2 separate regions of the Pan troglodytes genome follow, and region 1 is linked to region 2. Evidence: chromatin contacts called from public HiChIP or PLAC-seq data. All regions are on one chromosome and are shown on one strand. The core of a region is the stretch at or near the end of the contact, and the rest is flanking DNA. Distances in the headings are between cores, read along the strand shown. Region 1 holds the start of RIF1 (replication timing regulatory factor 1). Region 2 holds the start of RBM43 (RNA binding motif protein 43).

The links. HiChIP or PLAC-seq counts read pairs in DNA pulled down with a chosen protein or histone mark.
Region 1: a contact with region 2 is called in an H3K4me3 HiChIP or PLAC-seq map of stem cell-derived excitatory neurons, with 4 times the contacts expected there. The contact joins the promoter of RIF1 here to the promoter of RBM43 in region 2. A contact is called at or near these places in 3 of 7 Hi-C or Micro-C datasets (induced pluripotent stem cells and stem cell-derived neural progenitor cells) and 1 of 1 datasets of contacts at active chromatin or transcription factors (stem cell-derived excitatory neurons).

The regions. Positions count from the first base shown.
Region 1 is chr13:53,441,997-53,448,015 of NHGRI_mPanTro3-v2.0_pri, reverse strand. It overlaps RIF1 (replication timing regulatory factor 1), which reads right to left and starts at 3,336. Exons shown (of 37, transcript XR_010150084.1): 1 at 3,158-3,336; 2 at 2,664-2,777; 3 at 1,850-1,928.
Region 2 is chr13:53,295,440-53,302,009 of NHGRI_mPanTro3-v2.0_pri, reverse strand. It overlaps RBM43 (RNA binding motif protein 43), which reads left to right and starts at 5,275. Exons shown (of 4, transcript XM_525941.9): 1 at 5,275-5,517. The coding sequence starts at 5,515.

The sequences.
Region 1 (6,019 bases), core at 2,087-4,586, 150 kb before region 2:
TAGTGGCACATGCCTGTAATCCCAGCTACTTGAGAGGCTGAGGCAGGAGAACGGCTTGAACCCAGGAGGTGTTCAAGCCATTGCACTCCAGCCTGGGCAACAAGAGCAAAACTCCGTCTCAAAAAAAAAAAAAAAGTATGCAATAGAATTCCTGATCCTATAAATACTCAATACACGAAAGTGCATGTCTTCACATCTAATTACTATAATATGGAATATGATAATGAAGAAAATGGAATAAACACTGATATTAAGTAACTAGCACACAATAAAGTTTCTGCTTACACAAAAAATGTTGATGACTGTGACACCACCAAGAGTAGGCAGTATCTCTGTTAATACTTCGCCAAAAATCACGTTAAAATGTACATGTCTGGATGAAACACTTGTTTAAAGGCACACGGCTGGGCACGGTGGCTCACACCTGTAATCCTAGCCCTTTGAGAGGCCAAGGCGGGTGGATCACCTGAGGTCAAGAGTTCAAGACCAGCCTGGTCAACATGGTGAAAGCCCGTCTCTACTAAAAAATATTAGCTGGGTGTGGAGGGAGCATGCCTGTAATCCCAGCTACTCAGGAGGCTGAGGCAGGAGAATCGCTTGAACCTGGGAGGCACAGGTTGCAGTGAGCTGAGATTGTGCCACTGCACTCCAGCACGGGCGACACAGCAAGACTCTGCCTCAAACAAACAAAAAGCACAAAAGCTGAGCATGGTGGCACCTACTTGTAATCTCAGCTACTAAGGAGGCTGAGGTGGGAGGATCGCTTGGACCCAGGAGTTCGAGACTGGCTTAGGCAACCTATCAAGACCCCCACCTCAATTTTAAAAATTAAAAACAAAAATAAAAGCACAAGAACAAGGTCATAATAAAAACAAACAAAAAAAATTAAAAAAAAAGAACAAGGTCATAAAAATGAGAACTCAAAGAAACTTTGGAGATAAAATTTCAACTTTTTCATTCTAAAAACAAGGAAATTTAAAAGATGTTAAGGATAGTCAGGAAGCCATTAAGTAGGCAAGTGAAGACAGGAACACAGGTCCACAGTATGATGTCAAACATCATTTCCCTAAAGCAAAAATGATAATGGTTGTAGCAAAAACTGAGGGTGAATGAGGAAAAAGAAATTAATGCTACCTAGACTAGACCAAAGACAATTGTAATTTTAGAAGCACTTACTTAGATGTAGAGTCCCAAAAGGAAAGAAAACAGATTAATCTCTGATCTCTGCTTTCAAGAGCACAAACTCAGATTCAAGTGCCCCTAGGCAACTTTAGGCAAATTAAATTAATTTCTTCACCTGCAAAGTGATCATTAAGAAATAATCTCATGGAACCATGGAGAGTTAAGTATAAAGCGTGTAAGGTAATTAAGAAAGTACCTGAGAAGCTTTAAGTAACAATAAAGAGTATTATAATCAGTATTATTGCTGTTATTTTAGATTCAAAGATTTTGAGTCAACTGGCAAAACTCTTAAAAACCACCAAAAGTGGCTGGACACAGTGGCTCACTCCTGTAATCCCAACACTTTGGGAGGCTGAGGCAGGCGGATCACCTGAGGTCGGGAGTTCGAGACCAGCCTGACCAACATGGAGAAACCCCTTCTCTACTAAAAATACAAAATTAGCCGGGGTGGTGGCGGATGCCTATAATCCCAACTATTCAGGAGGCTGAGGCAAGAGAATCGCTTGAACCCGAGAGGCGGAGGTTTCAGTGAGCCGAGCCCGAGCCTGAGCCATTGCACTCTCGCCTGGGCAACAAGAGCAAAACTACACCTCAAAACAAAAAAACAAAACCAAAAAAAACACAAAACTACCAAAAGTGAAAAACTGTTTAACAAACAGATACATACCTTTAAAACTTTGTACAGCCGAGGAAGTTTTTTCTCAATTTCTGTAATTACTTCTTTTCCTTCTTCTCCAGTCATACGACTTAAAAAGCAGGAAGAACACAAGTTTAAGTAGTTGACAGGAAAAAAAAAAATACTCCCAAAAATACATGTACAATCTTTTTAAAAATTACTTTCTAACTCTTGCAAATGAATTGACCCAGTAGGTAAGGTCCTTAAAGGTATACATAATATATAATGCAATATATATCAGAAATGAAAGTAGAAAAACCCTCAGAATAAGTTTTTACATCGAGTACATGCAAGTTGTGACAACCTGACTCCAAAAAGACAGAACAGGGATCCCTATCCCTAGTTACTAACGATTTGCTAAGCCTTTCCAAAGGGTTTTACAAAACTTTAGTACATTTCTATGAAAATTACTTTGAAGCATTTTGCAATTAATAAAAATCAGTGTATTGCTCTGTTAAAAAAACAACTCTGGGTAACCACATTTTCCCAACACATCGGAGGTTTACACTGAAGACCCCTCCTCCAACAACTACTTCCAACCGAAACTTTTAAAAATCCCTCGCTTGCAAAACACACGTGCATGCTCCCTCGTTCCAAACACACACCTCAAGCGCAGCAGCAGCAGTACCCGGGAACGTCACCTAGAATACATCTCCCCCGCCCCCCAAGGCGTCCGCGACTCGGGCGTCCTCACATTTGCTAGACTTCTAGAACTCACATTCATTCTACGCGCCCCTCCCAACCACCTTCTTTCTCCCCACTACAGAGCGCCCCCCTCTCCGCTACGCCCCGTGGCGGACCTCACCTGGTCAGAGTCAGGTAAGCGTCAGTCTGCCCTCCATGGGAGGCAGAAGGGTCTTCCAAAGTCTCCAACAGCGGCGCGAGGGGGCTCTGACCCCTGGCCGTCATGTCGGCCACCCTGAGGCCCGAACCGGAAGAGGAGAAAATCCAGTGACCGATGGAAACAGCCCCGCGGCGGCCCAGTGTGAGTCCGGCCCTCACACCCGCACGCCCGCCCCGGCCTCACAGCCACGCCGCGTCTGCACCCCAGGCCTCCGAATCACCAAACCCCAGCGCGAACCTCCTCCGGCGCCCGACACCAGGCACCTGAGCCCACGCCACGTTCGGGCCTGGGCCCGCTCCCGCCACCACTTTCCCGGGCAGCTTTCAACAGAGGGAGGAGATCGGCGGAGGGCGGGAGAAGCCCGGGGAACGAGGCATCTCGCCGCGAGGGGGCGGAGGGTGGGCAGACTGAGGGTTCCCCGCGGCCTACCACTGTCACCCCGATATTTATCCCACCTAGGAAGATCAGGACAGGGTTCTCTCCGCCTCTGCCCCTCAGCACCCAGACGCTGCCAGAGCTCGACTTTCCCGGCTCCGGCTGTTTACTCACGCGTGCGGCGCGCTCCCTCCTAGACCAAGATGGCGGCTGGGCGGGCCCAGGAGTGCGCGGGAGTAGGCTAGGCCTGGCGGGAGAAGTTCGAGCCAATCCAACAGTCAGCGGCGCACCGGAGTTATCGATCGCCTCCCTTCCCATCCCTTCCCTGCCCAGCTGCCGCGTCACGCCCCTCTGGTGAGCATCAGGTGGTGGTGTTTTGCCTAAGGCGAGAGACTTGAAATTCAAAATGTGAGTTAATTGCTCAGACTCACTAGACTGAACATAGTGGGCCCTCAGACTAAGTGTTCAAACTCCAAGTCCAGTGCTTGTTGAAGTTTTAGCAACAAATCAGTTAGCAAAAGGAGATAACTTACTGTTGGGTTTAAGACTAAGAGCTGGCCGGGCGCGGTGACTCACACCTTGTAATCCAAGCACTTTGGGAGGCCGAGTCTGAGGTCAGGAGTTCGAGACCAGCCTGGCCAACGCATGGTGAAACCCCGTCTCTACTTAAAAAAAACAAAAATACAAAAATTAGTTGGGTGTGGTGGCGCACGCCTGTAGTCCCAGCCACTTGGGAAGCTGAGGCAGGAGAATCGCTTAAACCCGGGAAGCGAAGGTTGCAGTGAGCCGAGATCACGCCACTGCACTCCAGCCTGAGCGACAGAGTAAGAGTAAGACTCCGTCTCTCAAAAAAAAAAAAAAAAAAAAAAGAAAGAAAGAAAGAAAGAAAGAAAGAAAAAGAAAAGAACTGTATCTCAAGCTGGTCTAGATTCCAGCTGGTCTAGGTTCCATGTGACTTTAGCAAGTTAATTAACCTATGCCTCAATTTCCTCCTCTATAAAATAGGGCTTTTAATAGGTGAAGTGAGAAAAGGTTGGAGAGGCCAATGGTTCTCAAGTCTTAAGCGTACATAACAATGGCCTGGGGATATTCGTTATTAAACTGCAGATTCCTGGGCCCCGCCCATATGCATTGTAATTCAGTAGATTTAGGTAGCTCCCGAGGATGTGCATTCTTCTGTTAGGCCCCTGGGGGGTTGAAGGGTGGGATTTGGCCAGGGCTTCTTCCCTAGAGAAACGTCAGTAAACACAATGACAGTCATTTCTCCTTATTGTGAATATGCTGCTCCTCCCCCCCCCCCCCCTTTTTTTGAGACGGAGCCTCGTTCTTTCGCCCAGGCTGGAGTGCAGTGGTGCGATCTCGGCTCACTGCAACCTCTGCCTCCCGGGTTCAAGCGAGTCTCTGACTCAGCCTCCCGAGCAGCTGGGATTACAGGCGCCCGCCACCACACCCGGCTAATTTTTGTACTTTTAGTAGAGACGGGGTTTCACCATCTTGGCCGTGCTGGTCTCGAGCTCCTGACCTCGTGATCCACCCGCCTCGGACACCCAAAGTGCTGGGATTACAGGCGTGAGCCACCGCGCCCGGTCTGCTTCTCCCCTTTTCATATGCCTTCGTGCACTCTCCACAACAGACAGGATTGCATTAACTCTAAATCAGACACATGAAGCGCAGCAGCAATGGAACTCTCCATCATGGGTTCCTGGCCCAGGATTTGAGCCCTCACTCACATGCGCTGCAACTCTCAGCTCTAGAAGTGGGATGTTGCTTTTTGCTCTTCTTTGTGTCATCTGCACTTAGCAAAATGACTGCCAAACGAAGCAGTCCATACATAGTATGCTTATATATATATATTTATTTATTTATATATATTTATATTTATTTACATATATTTATATATACACACACACATACATATATACATATACATATATATATATATATTTTTTTTTTTTTTTTTTTTTTTTTGAGACGGAGTCTCGCTCTATCACCCAGGCTGGAGCGCACTGACCTGATCTCAGCTCACTGCATCCTCCGCCTCCTGGGTTCAAGCGATTCCCCTGCCTCAGCCTCCCGAGTAGCTGGGATTCCAGGCATGCGCCACCACGCCCAGCTAATTTTTTGTATTTTAGTATAGACAGGTTTCACCATGTTGGCCAAGATGGTCTTGATCTCCTGACCTCATGATCAGCCCGCCTCGGCCTCCCAAAGTGCTGGGATTACAGACTTGAGCCACCACGCCGGGCTGTATGTGGTCTTTTTATTGCCTGCCTCTACCCATTCATTAGAACATAAATTCTGTGAGAACAGGGATTTTGCTTTATTTTTTCATAATTTCCCATTTATAATGAAAGGACTACGGTGGTCATGTTGCTTGTATTTCTTTCATATGTATGGTTCTTTGATCTTCCAAAAATGTTATGTTTTAAATTTTATTATTTTTAAAGACAAGGCCTTGCTCTGTCACCTGGGTTGGAGTGCAGTGGTGTGATTGTGACTTACTGCAGCCCTGAACTTCTTGGGCTCAAATGATCCTCCTGCCTCAGCCTTATAAAGTAGCTCAAAAATGTTATGTAAGATTTTATCATTGTCATTCCTGTGCCTAAAGTTCTCCAGCCATTCCCATCAGTAACAGGATGGATTTCAAAACTTTTGACATAACATGCAAGCCTATCATGATTGGGCCACTGCTTGTTCTTCATCTCCAGATTACTCCCACTTCATCAGATTCTGAACAGTCTGCTAAGATCTCCAGCTTCTCTGTGACTTTGAAGGCTTTTATTCAGAGCATGTATTTAGAATATTAATTACCTTCTTCAAGAGTAATAAATAAGAGTCAGGTGGCTCACACCTATAATCCCAACACTTTGCAAGGCTGAGGCAAGTGGATCACCTGAGGTCAGTTCAAGACCAGCCTGGCTAATATGGTGAAACCCCTTCTC
Region 2 (6,570 bases), core at 4,026-6,525:
AGTTGCTACTATTCTCTGCTTTCTTAGCCTCATGCTTCTTTCACTCTCCTCATTTAATTATAGATACTTTGGGTCTATCAGGCCACACTTTTGCTTTCATTTCCTTGAGCTATTTTGTCCAGTTGAAAGGGTTTATTGTATTCCACAACCTTAATTGGTGTTTTCGCTCTGAGGAATCCTAATCTATTTAGAGATTTACACCTTGATTTGATCCCCGCCATAAACCGGAGTTCTAATCAATCTTTGTCACTCAACAGGCTTCTTGGTTTTATTGTTTATTATTTGGGAATGAGAAATGTTTCTTCCAGCCCCATAAGTTGGAAGTTCATATTTCTGGACTTTCTCTATACCCTTTCATTCCTGCTTTCAAACTGGCCAGTTCTTTTCTAAAGTCATTTCTTTCTTATATTATTTGTTAAATGCACTCAATGATAACAGAAAAATGCTAGTAACTTTCTGCTTCCCATACTTAAAAAATAACAACCCCAAAACCACAAGCTAATTAGGTACATTATTTGCTTTCCAAGCTATCACATGACAGTTTTACAAAGTACTTTTATACTGCATAATGTGGGTCACCATCCTTCTAATCTCTGATAACTATTTTCGTCTTATCTGCCACTTGGCCTCTAAGCCAAAGTCATGTATTTCAAGTAGTGTTTGGATTGTGTGGTTTTTTTTTTTTGGCCATAGCAGTACTCCATTTCAGAATACCAATTTCTGTATCAATCAGAATAGGCTATGTGATGCTGATGTGAAAATTTTTAAAATTTAAAATTTTTAAATTTTAAATCTTTTTAAATTTCAGAGACTTAAAACAACACACATTTATTCCTTCCTCAAGCTACATGGCCGTTGATGGTTCAACAAAAAGAGCTCTGCTCATGGTAAACACTTAGGGACCCAAACTCATGGCAGCCACCATCTTTACTATTGCTAGATGTTATGCCAGAGGAAGTAAAGAGCTTTGAAGGGTCTTTAACTGGTAATTAAATTTTTGGCCCAGAAATGATACTTGTCACTTCCACTCACAACTCAGAACTAAGCATATGGACCTACCCAACCATAAAGGAGCCTGGATGTTCATTCTTACCATATGGTTGGAAGGCAGAAAGCCAAAACTGTATGGGAAATAGCATTAATGATACCTGCTTGGTATTAAAAAAGAAAAGATGCTCAATCTTGAAAAATACACATAGTATTATGGAGATAATAAAAATCACCAAAAGTACACATCCAGAGATAATGGTAAATATTTTTGTGTTCTCTTTTCCATTCTTTTTTTCCCTCTAACCACATCACATTTAATGCTGTAAATATACCCATATACCCTGTGCTATTTGTTACTTCCTTATTGTTGGGAATAAGGTTGTTTCTAATTTCTTCACACTTATAAATATTCTGAGGTACGTAAGTCCTTATATGTCTTGGTACATAAGACATTTTCTGCAGTTCTGACCTTACTTCAAGGTGATAATTGCTAGGCAGAAGGACGAAAAACTCTTTTAAGGATCTTGTTAAGTGAGGCCAGAATTGCTTACTAGAAAGGTAGGCATTGGTTTGTACTTTCATTAACAGTGTAAACAAGCACTATCTCATTGCTCCATTTCAGCACTGAATACTACTTATCTGAACATGTTTCCTTTATTCTATTTTTGGAAATTTTCATAACACATCCCAGGGTTTTATGAAAATAAGTAATTACCAAGATACAGGTGAAACATCCTGTAATGGGTTTTGCTTTAGTTTTTTGGTGTCACAAATGAAAAACGTTCAGGAAAATGTTGATTTTATTTATTTATTTCTTTAGAGATGGAGTCTCGCTCTGTCACGGAGGCTGGAGTACAGTGGCACAGTCTCAACTCACTGCAACCTCCATCTCCCGGGTTCAAGCGATTCTTCTGCCTCAGCCTCCTGAGTAGCGGACTACAGGGGCAAGCCACCACGCCCGGCTAATTTTTTTGTATTTTTAGTAGAGACAGGGTTTCACCTTGTTACCCAGGATGGTCTCCATTTCCTGACCTCGTGATCCATCCACCTTGGCCTCCCAAAGTGCTGGGATTACAGGCATGAACCACTGCGCCCGGCCCTCCAATTTGATTTTATTAAAGCTTCAAGACAGAAAAGTACAGTGAGGCAAGAGGCCTTATAATTGGGGCTATAAGATGTTAAAAGATTTTCTTGGATGCAGTTTTAGTTAGTAATATGCTGCTAAAATAATTTTGCCACATTTGGAGTCCTCTTTCTTCAAGGGTGTTGGAATAGTTTGGCATATATATGATTAAAGGTTACTGTAGGTCATGTTCGATGGCACAGATAGGTTGACCTGAATTCCCAACTCTAATCCTAGACCTCTCATCATTTTCTGGAGAGAATGGAGACTTCAGTTATGAGTTGGGGAAAGCAAGAAAGACATTCAATATAAATAAACATATAAAGATATTTTCAGAAAGAGGCCAGGGCTATTAAGATGGTATAACGGGGTGATGGAATGATTAAGTAGGAAGATAGACTGGGTGATTAGAGCTAGTCTTTCTGAAGAGAGGTTACTGTGTTGGAGGCTGAAAGATCGAGGGGCGTGACTGCCCTCAGCATTCCTTCTGGGTGGCATACTCAGCTTGTCAGTTTGCCAACATTCTGCATTTATGAGAACAGTTTGCTGTTTACCCATACAGCCTCCAGTGGTATACTGAGTTGATCACGACCCTCAATCTTTCGGCTTTAACATTATTGTAGCTAAGACCCAAGTGACAGCAGGAGCCAGTCAAGTGAAGATCAGGGCGGAGCTATTGAGGCAGGGACACAGTACATAGGTCAGGCAAAACTCCCAGGCTGATAGCTTGTTGCGATTGCAGCAGAGGGTCAGGGCAGTGGTAGGAGATCTGGCCAGAAAAAAAAGGATCAAGGTCATTGTGGCTCAGGTGAAAGCAATGCAAACAATGACGTGTTTAAACAGAAGTCGAATCTGATTTACATTTTAAAAAGATCCTTCTGGGTATGGTAGCAAGAATGGACTGAGGAGCTAGAGAAGATGGAGACTGGATGAGGATGGTAGGGATGCAGCTGGAAAGAGGGACTGATACTGGGTCCCTCTGGAAGGCCCATTGTTGGGGTATACTAAGAAGGATGAGGAAAAGAGAAATCAAGAACTGGGTCATGAGCTTGAGCTCATGGGTAGACAGTGCTGCCAATTCTTGAGGGGGAATTAAGAAGGGGAGAAGAAGAGTTCTCCTTGTTAAATTTCAGATGCTTGTTTGACATTCAAGTAGGCACTTAGATATATAAAATCTGGAGATAAAATATAAATTGGGGAATTACATACAGATGTACCTCATTCTGTTTTTTTTTTTTTTTTTTTTCCTTGAGACAGAGTCTTGCTCTGGAGTTCTACTTGTTAAATTTCAGATGCTTGTTTGACATTCAAGTGGGCACTTAGATATATAAATCTGGAGATAAAATATAAATTGGGGAATTACATACAGATCTACCTCATGCTGTTTTTTTTTTTTTTCTTCTTGAGACAGAGTCTTGTTCTGTCGCCCAGGCTGGAGTGCAGTGGTGTGATCTTGGCTCACTCTGCCTCCCGGGTTCAAGCGATTCTCTAGCCTCAGCCTCCCGAGTAGCTGAGATTACAGGTGTGTGCCACCACGCCCGGCTAATTTTTGTATTTTTAGTACAGACGGGTTTCACCATGTTGCTCAAGCTGGTCTTGAACTCCTGAGCTCAAAGTGATCCGCCCACCTTGGCCTCCCAAAGTTCTGGGAATACAGGCGGGAGCCACTTCCCCCTACCTCATTCTGTTTTAAAATCTTCATAGCCTTGTGCCTTACTGATATATCATCAGCCATATAACAAATAGCTCCATCCAATGATAAACTAGGTGGATCCCAGTTTATAAAAAAATTATTACTACCTGTATTTCAAGCAATGTACAACTAAAATTTCTATACAATATCTTAGTGCCATTTGTGCACTATAACTTCAAGTTCAGTTCTAAAAGTAGAATTGCTGAGACTAAGAATATGTGCATTTTACATTTTTTTGCACTTTACATTTTGATAAAAATCTTTAGAAGTATTTGCATCCATCTATGCTTGCAGCAACTCTGATGCTTACATTCAGGCTAACACTTTCTGGTTTTGCAGATCTAGTTGTGAAAAAATGGTATCTTATTATTTCAATTTACATTTCTTAGGAGTGGGATTGGGTTTCTTCATATCTGCTAGCCATCTACCTTTGTTCTTCATGCATTCATTGATTTGATTTTGAAGTTTGTCCAGAGATTCCCTGTGTCCCCACAGGCGCCATTCGGGGTTCCTGTGCTAAGGCATGGACAAGGTGGTGAGCTCTCTGTTGGCAGGGACCTGGCGCTCTCATCCTGTGTCCTTAGCACCCGGCAGAGGTCCAAGAGGGCTCCTGGTCTGGGCTGGGAAGATGACCAACACGGCGTTGGGGGTTGAGGTGGGGGTTGGGGAACTGGGGTAGGTTGTGCAGAGGAAAAGGCCCAGGTGAGGGGTGGGGGAAGGGGAAGAAGGCTGGACAGATAATAAGGGCGTAGGAAAGACATCCAGATTTCACTGAGTGCAGGGCTTTTTAAAACTGATGTTAGAAAAACTTGATTTGCTGTTGTAAAAAACCATCTGTGTGAAGTAGAAATTGATATCAGTAACATGATAGAGAATACGTTCTAAAAAGTAAAGGTAGCTGGATGTAAAATTCTGGCAGCAGTTTAATATCCTAGATGGTTAGTTTGAGGCCAGCAACTAATGAGGATAAAAGCCTTCTCTATGGAAAATTTTGGACAATTATCTGGAGAAATATTACAGTGCGCATCAACCAAATTGAAATGTTTTCAAAAGTGTTGTAAAGTTTCATGTAGTAAAAAGGTTTTAGCCACATGCCCTTCAATTTCATGGCATCGAATATATAAACACAGAAGAGAGCATGCATGCAAGATATTTAACTCCCTTACATGATAATGCATGCGATTCAAAACTATCATGACGTCTAAGGCTCTCTGCAACTACGAGATGATTGATGTTAGGAAAAGCGTAGCCCCCCAGTATCAGCACAGGAAGCGGCCACCACCTCCTATGTGTTTTCCCTTTTTGCGTTTTTTCTTTTTTTAAATCAACTCTGCCGTTGTTGCTGCTGCTTAGCAAAACGGGTAAAAACAAAATTGCAATCACTGATGCATTACCCAGAGAATTCCCAAATTTCCTGTCGAGGAATCCCTCGGCCTCTCTCCAGAGTGCTTCCAAAAGTTGCAAAACTACGGAGGGCGTCTGGGCAGGCGCTGGCAACAGCACTCCGGAGTCCGAGCTCCCACCCAGAGGCCACGAGGTCGCAGAACAGCCGGATCGGGTGGAAGGGCCGCCCTTTTCTTCGTAGCCTCCAAGGGAGCTGGAACAAAAAAACGAAACCAAAACCTGCCTGCTCGCTCCTCTCCCCATCGCCTGCGTTCTGCTGGTTGTGGGCTTCCTGCGGCCGCTGAGGGCGCGTCTCCCCTCCGCCATGGCAAGTTGCTTTTGCTTTGAGTTTTGCGGTGCAGGTCCGTGCCTGTACCGTCGCCATGGTCCCCTAGAAGGGCGCGGAACCGGGCGCGACGGGCCAGGGTGCAGGGCTGCGCGGGAGGGGGCGGCGCGCGGAGGGGCCCCGGGGGCCCCGGAGAGCCGTCCACCCCGGCGGGCAAACTCAGGTCAGCCTCGCTGCACCCTTCCCAGGTGGCGGCATTGCGCGCCCCTGAAATTCACGTACGGCGGTGCAGTATGGGCCCGCTCCAGAGGCTCAGGACTAGGCTGTCACCTCCCACACCCACTGCCCAAGCGACGGGGACGCCGCCGTTCGTCGAGGAGCTGCTTCGCAGGCTGTTAGGGCTTAACTGTTGTCCTCCTACGCCTCGGGGGGAACAAAAGTGGATTGATTAGCCAGAAATGGAGGTCACAGCTGCCTTTTGAAAAGGGCTGGTAAGAACGATTCGAGCCAAGGACGCAAGTCAGGAAGACATCCTCATGTCTTATGTCTGCCTTGGTGCGAATTCTTGTCTTAGCAAATTCAAAATTTATCCTTCTGTGTTTTGTTTTGTTTCCATCAATCGCTTAAAAGCCTTGGCAAGGCCTTTAATTCCTGCTCTGAAATGCTAGAGTCCCGGAAATGCAAAAGCAAGTACGTTTTTGTTGACCTGGTGGCGGTAGAGGCGTCGTCATTGAAAATAAACAACTGATTTTGAGAAAATCAATATAAACAAATGCAGTCAATGAATCTTCTGTTTCTTCCCAATGCCTTACTTACAAAAGTAAAGTTTTGCTATATACTTTTTGCTTTCTGATAAGATGGCCAAGTCTGTTATAACATAATACTGATGCAAGGAAATGCGCCATCACGTTAGTATGTCTTGGCTAAAAGCTGCTCGTTTCAAAGTGCTTGAAAGGACTGTCTTTCTCTAGGACATTTCTTTATCTTAATCGTGGGTAGAAGAGATGAACAACCCTCATTATTCATAATTGACCTCAGTAAAATTATCTATGTTAGCCATACTTTCTCCAACCTATGAAAGGGAGTTAAGGACAA